2 separate regions of the Canis lupus genome follow, and region 1 is linked to region 2. The links are chromatin contacts, called in public Hi-C maps. All regions are on one chromosome and are shown on one strand. The core of a region is the stretch at or near the end of the contact, and the rest is flanking DNA. Distances in the headings are between cores, read along the strand shown.

Region 1 (6,813 bases), core at 221-2,720, 300 kb before region 2:
TACTGAAAATCACAAACTATGATTTGACTCCCAAATAGACCTTGAAATTAGGATATTTCCAAGTTAAAATATTTTTTTTGCATCCGTAAAAAATACATGTTCGTTGTGTTTAAGGATGGGATTGAAATTACAGGTAAAGAAAACGAAAACGTTTCGATGCCCATAACCCTGTTACTCCGACATAACCATGTGATGTCTATCTTTGCAGATCTCATTTTTCTATACATTCAAAATATGATAAAGATCGTCTACAAGACCAAAAAAAAAAAAAAAAAAAAAAAAACCTGGCAATCCCGGTAACGATCCCTACAGATCCTCAGCGGAACGGGCAATATCTAACAACTTCAAAGAAGATGTCCTTCCGAGGATTCCCAACGGGATTTCTCGATCTTTCCCAAAGTGTTGGGAAGTCCTTTATTTTTTTTTTTAATTTATTTATGATAGTCACACACACAGAGAGAGAGAGAGAGAGAGAGGCAGAGACACAGGCAGAGGGAGAAGCAGGCTCCATGCACCGGGAGCCCGATGTGGGATTCGATCCCGGGTCTCCAGGATCGCGCCCTGAGCCAAAGGCAGGCACCAAACCGCTGCGCCACCCAGGGAAGTCCTTTAAATTAAAGCACACGAAACCTCCCAGGGAGGAAGGGATGCCAAACCCGTTGCAGGCTGCCAGCCGAGCGGAGAAGACGGCGATCCGAAGAAGATTAAGGACACTCGCCCGAGGAGCGTCCCCGCCCTAAAGGGATCAGCCCCGCGGTCCCACCCCCGGCAGGTCCTCAGATGCTCCCCGCGGGAGGGCAGGGGGGACTCCGCCGCGGCGATTCAGCCCGGCGCGCCCGGAAACCAACAGCTGCTCCCGGACCCCGACAGGGAAGTGCAGCGGCCGGCGCCCGCCCAGACTCGGGAGCTCCCCTCCCTCGCGGAGCGGAGCGCGCCAGCGCAGGCGTTTACCTGGCTCATCTTCCCATGGCTCGGGGCCGGCCGGCCGGCGGGGACCGCGCTCTGCGCCTACCTCCCTCCTCCTTCCCCAGCCGGGCTCCCGGCCGCCGCCGACCGCTGCTTCCCCCGTTACTACAACAACCAACCAGCAACCGCCCGCTCGGAGCCACTGCGCAGGCGCCCGCCACCCCGCGCTTAAAAACGCTCGGCTTTGGGCGCGAAGGAATGTCGTCACTCGGCTTTGGGCGCGAAGGAATGTCGTCACCGCCGCGCCGCGCGGGCGCAGAGCTTTGCTCTCAGCCAAAGTCTCGACTCCTTTTTTTTTTTTTTCTTTTTTCCGCTCTTTCTCCCTCCACCAGCCTCCAGCGCCGGGGTTCTTCGGCCACGCTCAACCGGACGGCCCCGCGGCGCGAGTGGCGGTACCCAGGGTGAAGCTTGGGCATCGGCGACCACTGATTGGCAGTAAGAGGGTTCACGCCCCATCTCCTGCTCGAGCACAACCGGAGCCGCCAATCAGAGCGAGGACTGACGGAAACGACCCAATCCTGGAGCCGGGCTGTGGGCGGGGGCGAGGACAAATGGCTCAGGTGGGCTCCTCGCTCGTTGGACCGCTTTTGGAGCTTGGCTGCTGCCGCCGGGGCTCCCGCTGGTGCTGCCCGCTGCTGTGCTGGGGATCCGGTCACCAGGTACGGACCATGTGGAGGAGAAGAGGGGGGGACGTGTTTGTGTGGCATCTGACGGAAAGGATCCAGGGAGCCTGGAAAAATGGAGGCGAGACCAAGGGTTGGAGAGACCTTGAGACGGGGGAGCTGGGACTGTGAAGATGAAGAAGGGCTTGGTAGGCTGGAGGAACCAATGAGCGGATGGATGAATGAGCGGCTACTCTGAGCCCAGGGCAAGGAACCTTCACCTTCTCACGGAATAACCCTTGAGATGGGTTTTTGTTTTTTGTCTTTGTTTTTGTTTTTTAACTCCATTTTGCAGATTTCTCACGCAGGGTCTCACAGCTGCAAAATGATTGTTGGAAGGGTAGGAACCTCCCTCCTGACTAGTTTTAACACCACACCTTTCCTGGGCCGGGCCAGGACAAAATTGGAGAACAGATGTTGGGTACTCTCGGAGGCTCTAAAGCTTTGGGGCAAATGGGGGTGAGGATTCTGGTAGAGCAGATCGGAAGAGTGCTCAGGCTCTGCCCTCATCAGCCATCTGTTAGGATTTCTAAGTGCTTCCGTAAAATGGGCATAAGTTCTCTCAGAGAAGGGGGCTCTCCATAAGGCGTTTCTGACCCTGGGAGGAGAAAGCCTGAGTCTCCTATTGAGAAATGGTGAGAAAATAAGGATGTGTGTGTGTGGGGGGGGGGTGTCTTGGCCCATGCCATGACCACTTCTGATCTCCAATAAAGCTGTGTTCTCTCTGGACTTCAACAAGATCCATTGTTGTCATCTACCCCTCCCTGAGGGATTCCTGCTTCCTCCTCTAGAGCTCCTTTTTTTGTTTCTCTATTTTGTTTTCTTTTTAGTGCTTCACACTGTCTTATGCCATGGCTGACTTTAATATCGATTTCAGCTGATCATACTGAAACTTGTGCCAGAGTGACAAAGGAAGCCTGATGACTTATCACCACTTCAGGCCCAAGAAGTTAACCTTACAACAGATGAACTGTGGGGAAAGCAAAAAACAACCAAAAAAAAAAAAAAAAACTACAATGAAAATGAGAAGTAGTAGTTCTGTTCTTAAATTCTTTATCCACGAGTTTTATTTAAATCAAGTTGATTGAAATCGTTGCTCCTCAAGGATTCGTGGAAGCTTTTTTTTTTAAACAAAAAATACAGAACGTAATTGGATTTTGTATACAACTTCAAGGCACAAGCGTATATAGTATACTTAGTCTTTGAGAATAGAAACTTCATCAAAATATTCTCAAACAGTGAGGCAGTATTGCAATATAGAATCCAACAAAGCATAATTTGAATCTCAGCTTTGCCACGCATAAGCTGTGTAACTTCAAGCAAATCACTTAATTTCTCCGTGCCAACTCTCATCTGTCAAATGGAAATAGTAATAGTGCCTACCCACCTTGTTTAGGGATTAAATGAGATAATATATACATGGCATATACAAGTGCATGATAACTGTTAGCTGTCATAATCTCTCTCTCTCTTTTTTTTTAAGATTTTATTCATTTATTAATGAGAGACATAGAAAGAGAGAGGCAGAGACACAGGCAGAGGGAGAAGCAGGCTCCATGCAGGGAGCCTGACGTGGCACTCGATCCCGGGTCTCCAGGATCACGCCCCAGGCTGAAGGTGGCGCCAAACCGCTGGGCCACTGGGGCTACCCTGTCATAATCTCTCTTGCAACCCAACACCAACATTACTGTTTCCTTCTCCATTCAATTTTCATGCTTGTTTTCAAGTCACAAAAGTTTAACTTTTATTTTGTTCTAGCTTATGGAGCATGAGTGACCTGAGAACCAGAGTAGAGAACACCTGAGACTGTAAATATTGCCATCACTCCATAGATCCCACTCAAATGTATAAGGCTTTCCTGTGCTTAGAAGGGTCTGTCATCAATAGCTAGACGGATATGTTAGTAGATTTATCATTACCTTGCGCCACTTGCATTATAAGAATGACATAAAAAAACTAGGCTAGGGGTTTAGATATTAAAGGACTGATTCCAGCCAAGAGAAAACAGTTCTGATTTAGGCTACCATTGTGGAGAAGTTGCTTAGACAAAAATAAGTACTGTGCCACCTACTGCAAAGTATACTGTTGATTCACTGCTACTAGTATGAGTAAATATCAAGACCAGTTTCTCTTAGTGTCACACAAATCCATTTTATTACTTTATAGTAATATTTGTACACCTCCTTTTCGTTTGTTTCCTTTTTTCTCCATTATTTTTGTCTGGCTTTACCATTTCCAGCCATTGCGTTATTTAGCCTTTTTTACTCTAGGTACAGGTTAGCACCCTTCGATATAGGGCAAATATCCAAAGGCAGTGAACTAACCCTGTGAAGTAAGAATAGTATGTTAAGATAACTGAGGGTGGATGGGCCTTAGAGACTTGGAAAGGAATTCGCAAAATGATTGCCCAGATAACTTATGAGTGGGACGCAAGTTAACTACCCAAATCAGATAGCTTATGCTTGAAGTAGACTAACTGCTGTCTCCTGTTTTTTGCCTTTGTTCCCAAGGCAAAAAGCTTTCTCGGGTTGGAGGGAAGTCATGAGCCGTTTCTTGAATGTGTTACGAAGCTGGCTGGTTATGGTGTCCATCATAGCCATAGGGAACACGCTGCAGAGCTTCCGAGACCACACCTTTCTCTATGAAAAGCTCTACACTGGCAAGCCGGATCTTGGTAAGAAGTCAGAGAACTGCATCCTGTATGGGAGTGGCCTAATTGTGGTTCCCAGACCAGGCTATCCTTGAGAACTACCTAAGAAATTTAAAAGCAAACATCACAGGTACCTATTTTCTCCTCCAAACTTATTTCCTGAAATTTCTACACCAAGTGGGGCCCCAAGTCTATTTTTTCGTAACCTCCCAGGTGATTCTGCTGCTGGCTAACTCGGAAAGCCACTGGAATAATAGACTTTCTGGATAGCACTTGGCCCTTTTTCCCCCAAGCTTGTCTGAATACATTTTCATCCATGTTATACTGTCCTTTACATTTCACAGACAATACAAATGTATTACAAGGATAAGTGAGAAGATAGAGTTATTTGGTGACTCTGGGATGCCCCACTAGAAAGCGACAAAAAAGCTTTTCATATGATCTCAGCCCTCTTCAGAAGCAAGGCTGTGCCATGGTTTATTCCATGCTGCAGATAGGGAGTTACCAATCCAAGCTCTTCCCAAACACTGAAGAGTCCCTGAGAAGATGTCCAAAATTCCTCTGAACTGGTCTCCCAAAGTGAAACTGAGAAGGCCTCTGCTGGCCTTACCCAGTTTCCTGAGCCTCCCAGCTGAGAGTATTTTCACATTTCAGCTTGTGCTTCCTTGCACTGATGTGTGGGGTAGTGGTGTTTGAGCTGCAGCACCATTTCACGCAGCTGACAATTCTGTGTCACATTTATAGCTAACCCAGATTCGGGCTCTGACCTAGCTCATTTTTCTGTAACATCTCCATACAAAATGAATCTTAAGTAGGCTAAGGCTCATTTTGAGCAAAGCTCAATAGGAGTAAAGTATCTGGAAAAGTTCCACTTCCCTCCCCCCCCCCCCCAAACACTGCCCTCTGCTGTGTAGATTCACAGGATTTTAGAGGTTATCTGACCTAGTCCTCCAGAATTTCACCTGATGCCTAAACTGGCTACAGATGATGAGATATTCCACTTTTGTGTGTCACTAACTAGAGCTATTTCCCCAGCCTTTTCATCAGAAGAGCTGTCAAACTGGTTTGACATTATAAAGAATGTAGCCTTCTGGGGCCAACCACTAGATATTTGGTGCATATGAAATTTTTTCTCACCTTACTACCATCTAAAGATCTTCAGGGTTGTGAAATTGGTATCACTCTCTGGTTTTCCAAAGGATGGAAAATCTTTAAAGCCCAAGTAAACATTCATCGGCCTTTCAGTCATCAGTCTTACCCTTGAAATTTCTCTTGCTCAATAGACCAGTAAAGGAAGTATCTTTGCTTTCACAGTTTCGCCTTTCCTGGCCACAGGATGCCTTAGATTGTACATTACAATCACCCAGGGAGAGAGTATTTTTAGAAAATGCATATTTCCAGGGCCTACCTCCAACGAGTATGATTTAATTGGTCTGGTACCCAGGTCTTGGTAATTTCATAAAACGTCTGTAGTTGCTCTAATAAACACCCAGGGTCTAGGACCACTGTTAAGGTAGACTGTGATCAGTACTCACAGGATAAGATACTAAGAACAGAGTACCAGAACAAAGTCATCAAGAGCAAGGTGGCCTCAGCAAACACCAAAGAAGCAATGCTTTGTTCCAGTACCAAATGCACAGGAAACCTGCCCAGTTTAAGCTTTGTTCAAATAACATAGATCTGGATTCTGAAGAAGAGTTCAGTCTCTTCCACACCAGATTGAGCATTTAGATAGGTCTCAGGATTTTCAAGTTCTCTCCTGCATCAGCCTTGAAAGCTGACTGACGTAGGCATCTTATATTAATGCACCACTGTCTGCAACATTCCCCCAAACCTGTCCCAATCCAGACTTGCTGAACTTCACCCACACCAGAGTGGCTTCCAGGACAGAGGTATAAACTGCTACATTCAGGAGTTATTACCTAGGTAGACTCTGGATTTCTACTCTTGAAACTGCCCCCACCCAACTCTAGACATTTGAAGAGGAGCTGAATAGTTCTCATTCTTGAATTCCTTCCATTCCTACTAGTTCCCATGTATAGTACCAGAGCCTCCCCTCTGCCCAGCCAGAGAGTTCAGGCTGAGCAGTCTGCCTCTCATGAACCACCAGTGAAGTAAAGGAGTTTGGAGGGAATCCTAATTCTCTCCTCTCAACACTCTTTTCTCTGCTGTATAGTGAATGGCCTCCAAGCTCGGACTTTTGGGATCTGGACACTGCTGTCATCAGTGATTCGCTGCCTCTGTGCCATCGACATCCACAACAAGACGTATGTAAGGGAAGGAAAAGCCTTAGCATCCTTTTGTTGGAAATCAGGTGCTAGGCATACCCAGTGTGGTCCTCCCCCTGGAGGCTTATTCATTTTCATGCATTAGCCTATAGAATATGGATAATAAAAGGTTAGTAGGTCCTATTCTTTCGAGGCTAATAATAATAATAATACTAATAATAAGTAATAGGCCTAACAGGTTTAAAGTTTGAAAATTCTTTAGAAGTGAATAGCAACTGGCAGTGTCATGATCCAGCAGCCTGCATCA
Region 2 (5,957 bases), core at 1,813-4,312:
AGCCTGGGCATCACAGAGGCCCCCGGAATAGAAAGCCTCGCTGTTCAACAACTGGGGCCTGATCTGGTTGCTTGTTAGAGATGCAGAATCTTGGACCCGAGCCTAGGGAGGATCCTAGACCCCCATGATCACAATTCACATGTGAGGAAGATCCCCAGGTAATTGATATACAACATAACTTAAAGAAGCACTGATTTTAAAGGACATCTGGGTGGCTCAGGGGTTGAGCATCTGCGTTGGGCTCAGGGTAATCCTGGGATCCTGGAATCAAGCCCCACAATGGGATCCCATGGGGAGCCTGCTTCTCCCTCTGCCTATATCTCTGCTTCTCTCTCATGAATGAATGAATGAATGAATGAATGAATGAATGAATAAATAAATAAATAAATAAATAAAATATTTTTTTAAAAAACACTGATTTTTTTTTTAAAAGATTTTATTTAGTCATGAGAGAGAGGCAGAGACATAGGCAGAAAGAGAAGCAGGCTCCACGCAGGGAGCCGGATGTGGGATTCAATCCCAGGACTTCAGGATCATGCCCTGGGCTGAAGGCAGATGCTCAATCACTGAGCCACCCAGGGATCCCCAAGAAGCACTGATTTTAAGTCTCTAGTCTGAGAAAGAGAAGCCCACTTCCTCCAGGGAAAGGAGGATGGGAGAGGAACTGGCTAAAAGCATCCCTTCCAGTCCCCACATCTCCTGTTCCTTCAGCCAATCAGCCAGCATCAATCAAGAGGGGACTGAAGCCACAGGATGGGTGTAAAAGCATTTTACAGGTCACAAAGCATTGGGTTGCTTCTTCCATTTTGATAAATACTTATTGAGGCCCTACTATGTCCTGGGCATCAGGGATATGATAGTGAGCAAAAAAAAGACCCTCGTGGAGCTTTCAGCCTGGTGGGGATGCTACGGGAGAATCATCACACACATAACTGCAAACCTTGATGTTGCTATCATTGTTGTGGGTACCGAGGGCCAGGAGACAGTCACCAGAGGGAAGGGAGCTGGTTTATACCAAACGGTCAGGGAAGGCCTCTCTGAGGAAGTGAGCTTTTAAGCTTGCACTCTGATGCTGCCTAAAAGTTAGCCAGGCAGAGAGGAGGAGCTCCTGGCAGAGGGGAAGAGAATGTACAAAGGTCACACGACAGAGGGGAGCATCGCACTCAAGGAACTGAAAGAAGACTGGCAAGGAGTGAAGCAATGTGGGGCTCCAAGAGAGGCAGAAAGCAGCCTGGGAGGCGACTGGAGTGGAGGGTAGAGGCTCTGCATCCCCCCCTCCTTCTCCTTCCCCCCAGAGTGACTGGTGCACAGCCCTGCTACCAACATCCATGTGGACATCTCAGCCCTGCCCACAGAGTCCCATTCTCCCTGACAGCCCACTCTCTCCTCTTCTAACCCTTCCTCACCCTCCTCTCCACCAGCCACTCCTCTGCTACTCATCGACCTCTACCTTCCCCTCTCTAACATGTTCACCATTTACCATTTAAACCTGCCTGAGATCCCCCCTCCAACCATTCCAGGCAACCAGACCTCGATTTCGGGACAACTTCTTCCCCAGAAGAAACGACAATCCATACATCAAAAACCACAAGTTTACTGAGGGCTCCACGTATGGAGGGATCCTCAAGTGCTGTGCCAGCCACCACTTCACACATTTTTTCCAGCCGGTCCTGACAACTGTCTTAACTACATAACTACTATCATTTCAGTTTTATAGTTGAGGAAATTGAAGTGTCAAAAAGGTAAATAATTTTTACAGTTACACAGCTGTAAATTGGTTGAGCCAATACTACCTTCCCATTTGTCACTGGGCACTCTACTATGTGACCCTGTCTGTACTGACCAAGCAGCTGCAATTCAAAAGCCTTAAGAAGGAGGGCACCCTTGGCCCGCCCCAAAAGTACACACACAAAAAAATTAGCCGTGAAGATATTTGCAGCCTTGTCTACAATAGCAAAAAAGTATGGAACCACCTGAAGGTTATATTTCAACAATGCAGAATTGGTTAAATTGCGGGACACTTATAACTAGACTCCTATGTAACTAGCTATTAAATTTGATCACGTAGAAAAGTATGTTCATGGGACACCTGAGTGGCTCAGCGGTTGGGGGTCTGCCTTCGGCCCAGGGCGTGATCCTGGGGTCCCAGGATGGAGTCCCGTATTGGGCTCCCTGCATGGAGTCTGCTTCTCCTTCTGCCTGTGTCTCCGCCTCTTTCCGTGTGTCTCTCATGAATTATCTTTAAAAAAAAAAAAAAAGGGATCCCTGGGTGGAGCAGCGGTTTGGCGCCTGCCTTTGGCCCGGGGCGCGATCCTGGAGACCCGGGATCGAGTCCCACGTCGGGCTCCCGGTGCATGGAGCCTGCTTCTCCCTCTGCCTGTATCTCTGCCTCTCTCTCTCTCTCTCTCTGTGACTGTCATAAATAAATTAAAAAAAAAGAAAGAAAGAAAAAGAAAAATATGTTCATGATCTACAGTATAGAAAAAGCAGATTACAAAACATTATTACAGCGTGACCCTATTTCCATAAAAACCACAGCATAGAAACTAGAGAGTATAAAACTAAAGTGTACAGGAAAGGTAGAATAAAAAGTAATGACAGTCATTATCTCTGTGATGAGACTACAAGTGATTTTTTATTTTTTATTTTGATTGTCTGATTTTTCAAAGCTTTCACCATGAGCATTTTTTCTTTTGGAGAGAGAGGAAAAGGAAAAAGAAAAAATCAGAAGGTATTTGAACCTTCTCATTTATTATCTTTAAAAAAAAAAAAAAACAAACAAACCACTCTGCTGGGAACATTTAAAAAAAAAATCTTTTCTTCTTACAAAAGCAATGGGCGCTTGCCAAAAATAAAAAATCAGAAAGTACAAACAGGCAAAAAGAACAAAAACATATTCCCTCTTCCCCGCAGACAACCAATACTAGCACCTTTGTGACTCTGCATAGGTCCTGTTTTTTTACAATTTCTTTGAATTCTGCTCGAGATGCTAGTCACTGGGGCCCACCCTGTTGCCATCACGAGCCATATGAGGCTGGAAGGGGACTTACAGATTCCTGTGTGATCCCCAAACAGCCCGTAAGGCAGATTGTCCAGGTCCCAGATTGTGTCTGAGATCCCGGAATAGTGACTCCCTTAGTATAGACCCTGCCACTGGGGAGCACACAGCTTCTTGTGGGTCACAGGGCAAGAGCCATCAAGTGTGAGGACCACAAGAGTGATTCCCAGCGTGTTTGGGATTGCAACACCCTATCATTGTTGGATTTTGCAACCCTCCTTCCCCCTCTTTGAAAAGAACTCAAAGGACTACAAGCAACATTTGCATCTCCCACTTAGTACTTTTCCACACATGCAGCTGAAGGGAAGTAAGGTTAATTTGGCTTTAAGACTATCATCACCCCTCTTCCCCCCCACTCCCCCACCCCTTGGAGAAGAGCCGGCACCTGTCCCAGGTGTCCTCAGACAGGTTTGGGAATGGCAGCTTCCAGGAGCTGTGCCAACAGGTTCTGCTGTGAAGGAGGCCACACCAGTCCTGGAAGTCCGGGTCACAGGGCAGGATGTCCCTGGGCCATTCACACACACACACACACACACACACACACTCCACAACAACAGGTTTCCAAGGCCCACCCTGCCCACACCCTCTCTTACTAAAGTCACTTCTCCTGGGAAGGAGGTAGAAAGGCCTAGAGCTGGCATCTAGCCCCACTGCGTCCACACCCTCAGTGCACCCTTGGGCAGAAAATGTTCCTAGAGCTTGTGTGCAAGTAAAACCATTCTTCAGAGCCTGTGATATCCAGTCATGGCCCAGACCCAGGGCCTCCCCTCCACCCTGAGCTCCACGGTTGAGATGATCTCATCGCCATTCGATATGCTCACTCATTCTTGAAACTTCAAAGATTTTGGAGACCCTGTTCTCCTTTATATATGGCTCTTCTCATCAATAATAACCATCGCTTCTGTTTCTTAAGCTCCTTATATGACGGGTATTTTACCAGCGTGCAATTGGACAGCATTTTAATCTAGATACAACTATCCTCATTTCACAGATGAGAAAACCGGGGCTCCAAGAAGTAAAGTGATTTGCCCAAAGTCACGCAACTGCTGACAGGGACAAGAGTCAACTCAGGCCTGCCTGACCCTAAAGTGCATGCACTGTCCTGGAAGGCTGGGACAGAAAGGAATCGAGAGATCCTATCATGTTCCCCATCCCATTTACAAGGCACCTGAGCTGGAAAATTAATTTACAAACTGTTACATAGCACTTAGCACTTATGTGCCAGGCACTTTGCAAATATCAACTCAATTTATCCTCATCATATTGCTAAGAAGCTAGGTACTTATTTTTACAGATGAGAAAGTGACACACAGAGAGGGGAGTAAACTTGTCTGAGGCTACACAGCAGGTGGCGCAATCTGGATATAAACCTGGATCCAGAGCTTCTGCTGCCTGTCTGAACCCAGGAGTAGGGACCTCCCTCCTAATCCTTCATCCCTTGACCTTTCCACAGTGTCACCCTCCTCTGTGTCTGAGAGTCCACTCCAAACTTCCTCATCCCTCTCTGGGTGGCGGTGGTGTTCTCTTGTGAAATTGTTTGGTGGAACCACTTATTGTGCAAGGCTATATTTAATTAGGTCACTACCTAGATTCCCCCAAAGAACTAAGTTCTGGAAGGTTTGTCGAAGCGAAGGCTTAGAGTTTGCTTTTGCATAGATTAATCGGTTAATATATCAGTTAATCAGCAAGAGCTTGTTGAGAGCACTTTCTGTCCCCAGCCCTGTGCTGGGCACTACGGAGTCTATGAACATGAAGCCACAGAAAACGTGGCTCCCACCCACAGGGAAACAACGCTAATGATAGATAAGGGTGCCTTCTGTGTGTGGGTCTGTGTACAGCTGTATTTAGAAGATATACAGAACGGGAGAGTCAGAAAAGCTGTTATGAAAGAGGTAGAACTTGACATAGGGGCTGAAAAGGGGACAGGGTTTGGATAGTAGGAAGGAAAAATACAGTCCAGGCAAGAGAAACAACAGAAGTCTCTTCTGCATCCCAATTGACCAGATCCTCAGAAATACACTAGAAAGCGAAACGGCTGGGATTGGGGCACCTGGGTGGCTCAGTGGTTGAATGTCTGCCTTTGGCTCAGTTATGATCCCAGCTGTCCTGGGATCGAGTCCCACATCAGGCTCGCTGCAGGAAGGCTGCTTCTCCCTCTGCCTGTGTCTCTGCCTCTGTGTGTGTGTGTGTGTGTGTCTCATGAATAAATAAATAAAATATTTTTAAAAAGCAAGGGCTGGGATTATTTTTCTTCTGCCAAATTTTGCTCTTTGTATCAGAGCGAACAGAGTACTTCCTCTACTGCACCACTACGCTGCTGCTTCTGCACTGGAGAAGGGCGCTGTGCCTCCCGTGTCCACCGGGGGGAGAGCCTCTGCTTCTACCGCTTTGGCCCAGACTCCTCCAATCAGCCGGTTGGGGTGACTGAGGCCAGCCGTGGGCACCAGCCTTCTCAGTCTGAGCTGCCTTCTGGCTCAGTCTAGACATCAGGGAAGAAATAGAATGTAGGATGTAAGAGAAGTTGGTTGAGACATGAGGGGAAGAGAGACAGAGACGTTCGAGAGGCATTCCCCCTCCAGAATCTAACCTCCAAGCCCCATGAAAAGACCCTCCGATGAGCAGAAAAGGGTTCCCACGGGTTCAGGCTACGCATCTTCTGCTGTTCGTTTTGGCTGAGAAAAGCTTAATTAACGCAAGGCTTGGGTAACTATGCTAGTCTAAGATGGTTTCAGGACAGCCACCTCGGGCTCCCTAGACAAGAAGCCATTCCAGCTACCTTAGGAGGAATGCTTCTGGCTTTGGAAGCACACACCTCCTGGCCAGCGCCACAGGCCCTGCTGTGGGGCTGTGGGCTGTGTGGAGCAGCAGGTGTGCCCCTGGCCTCCTTTAGGAGGCCTGC

The links. A called contact is a pair of places that touch in the nucleus more often than the background predicts.
Region 1: a Hi-C map of skin fibroblasts shows a contact between it and region 2, with 2.7 times the contacts expected there. The contact joins the promoter of ERG28 here to the enhancer-like site in region 2. A contact is called at or near these places in 2 of 9 Hi-C or Micro-C datasets (amygdala and skin fibroblasts).

Annotation. Positions count from the first base shown.
Region 1 is chr8:48,960,753-48,967,565 of UU_Cfam_GSD_1.0, reverse strand. ERG28 (ergosterol biosynthetic protein 28 homolog) reads left to right here and starts at 1,470. Exons shown (of 5, transcript XM_038545339.1): 1 at 1,470-1,625; 2 at 4,139-4,302; 3 at 6,455-6,549. The coding sequence starts at 4,170. TTLL5 (tubulin polyglutamylase TTLL5) reads right to left here and starts at 1,094. Exons shown (of 34, transcript XR_005363557.1): 1 at 952-1,094.
Region 2 is chr8:48,663,441-48,669,397 of UU_Cfam_GSD_1.0, reverse strand. The region is part of intron 1 of LOC111097109 (a long non-coding RNA gene); the gene reads right to left. Among named protein-coding and RNA genes, the nearest start is that of FOS, 17 kb to the right of the region's middle. Within about 2 kb of position 3,062, at least 4 of the 20 cell types and tissues checked have an H3K27ac peak or open chromatin away from gene starts, as enhancers often do.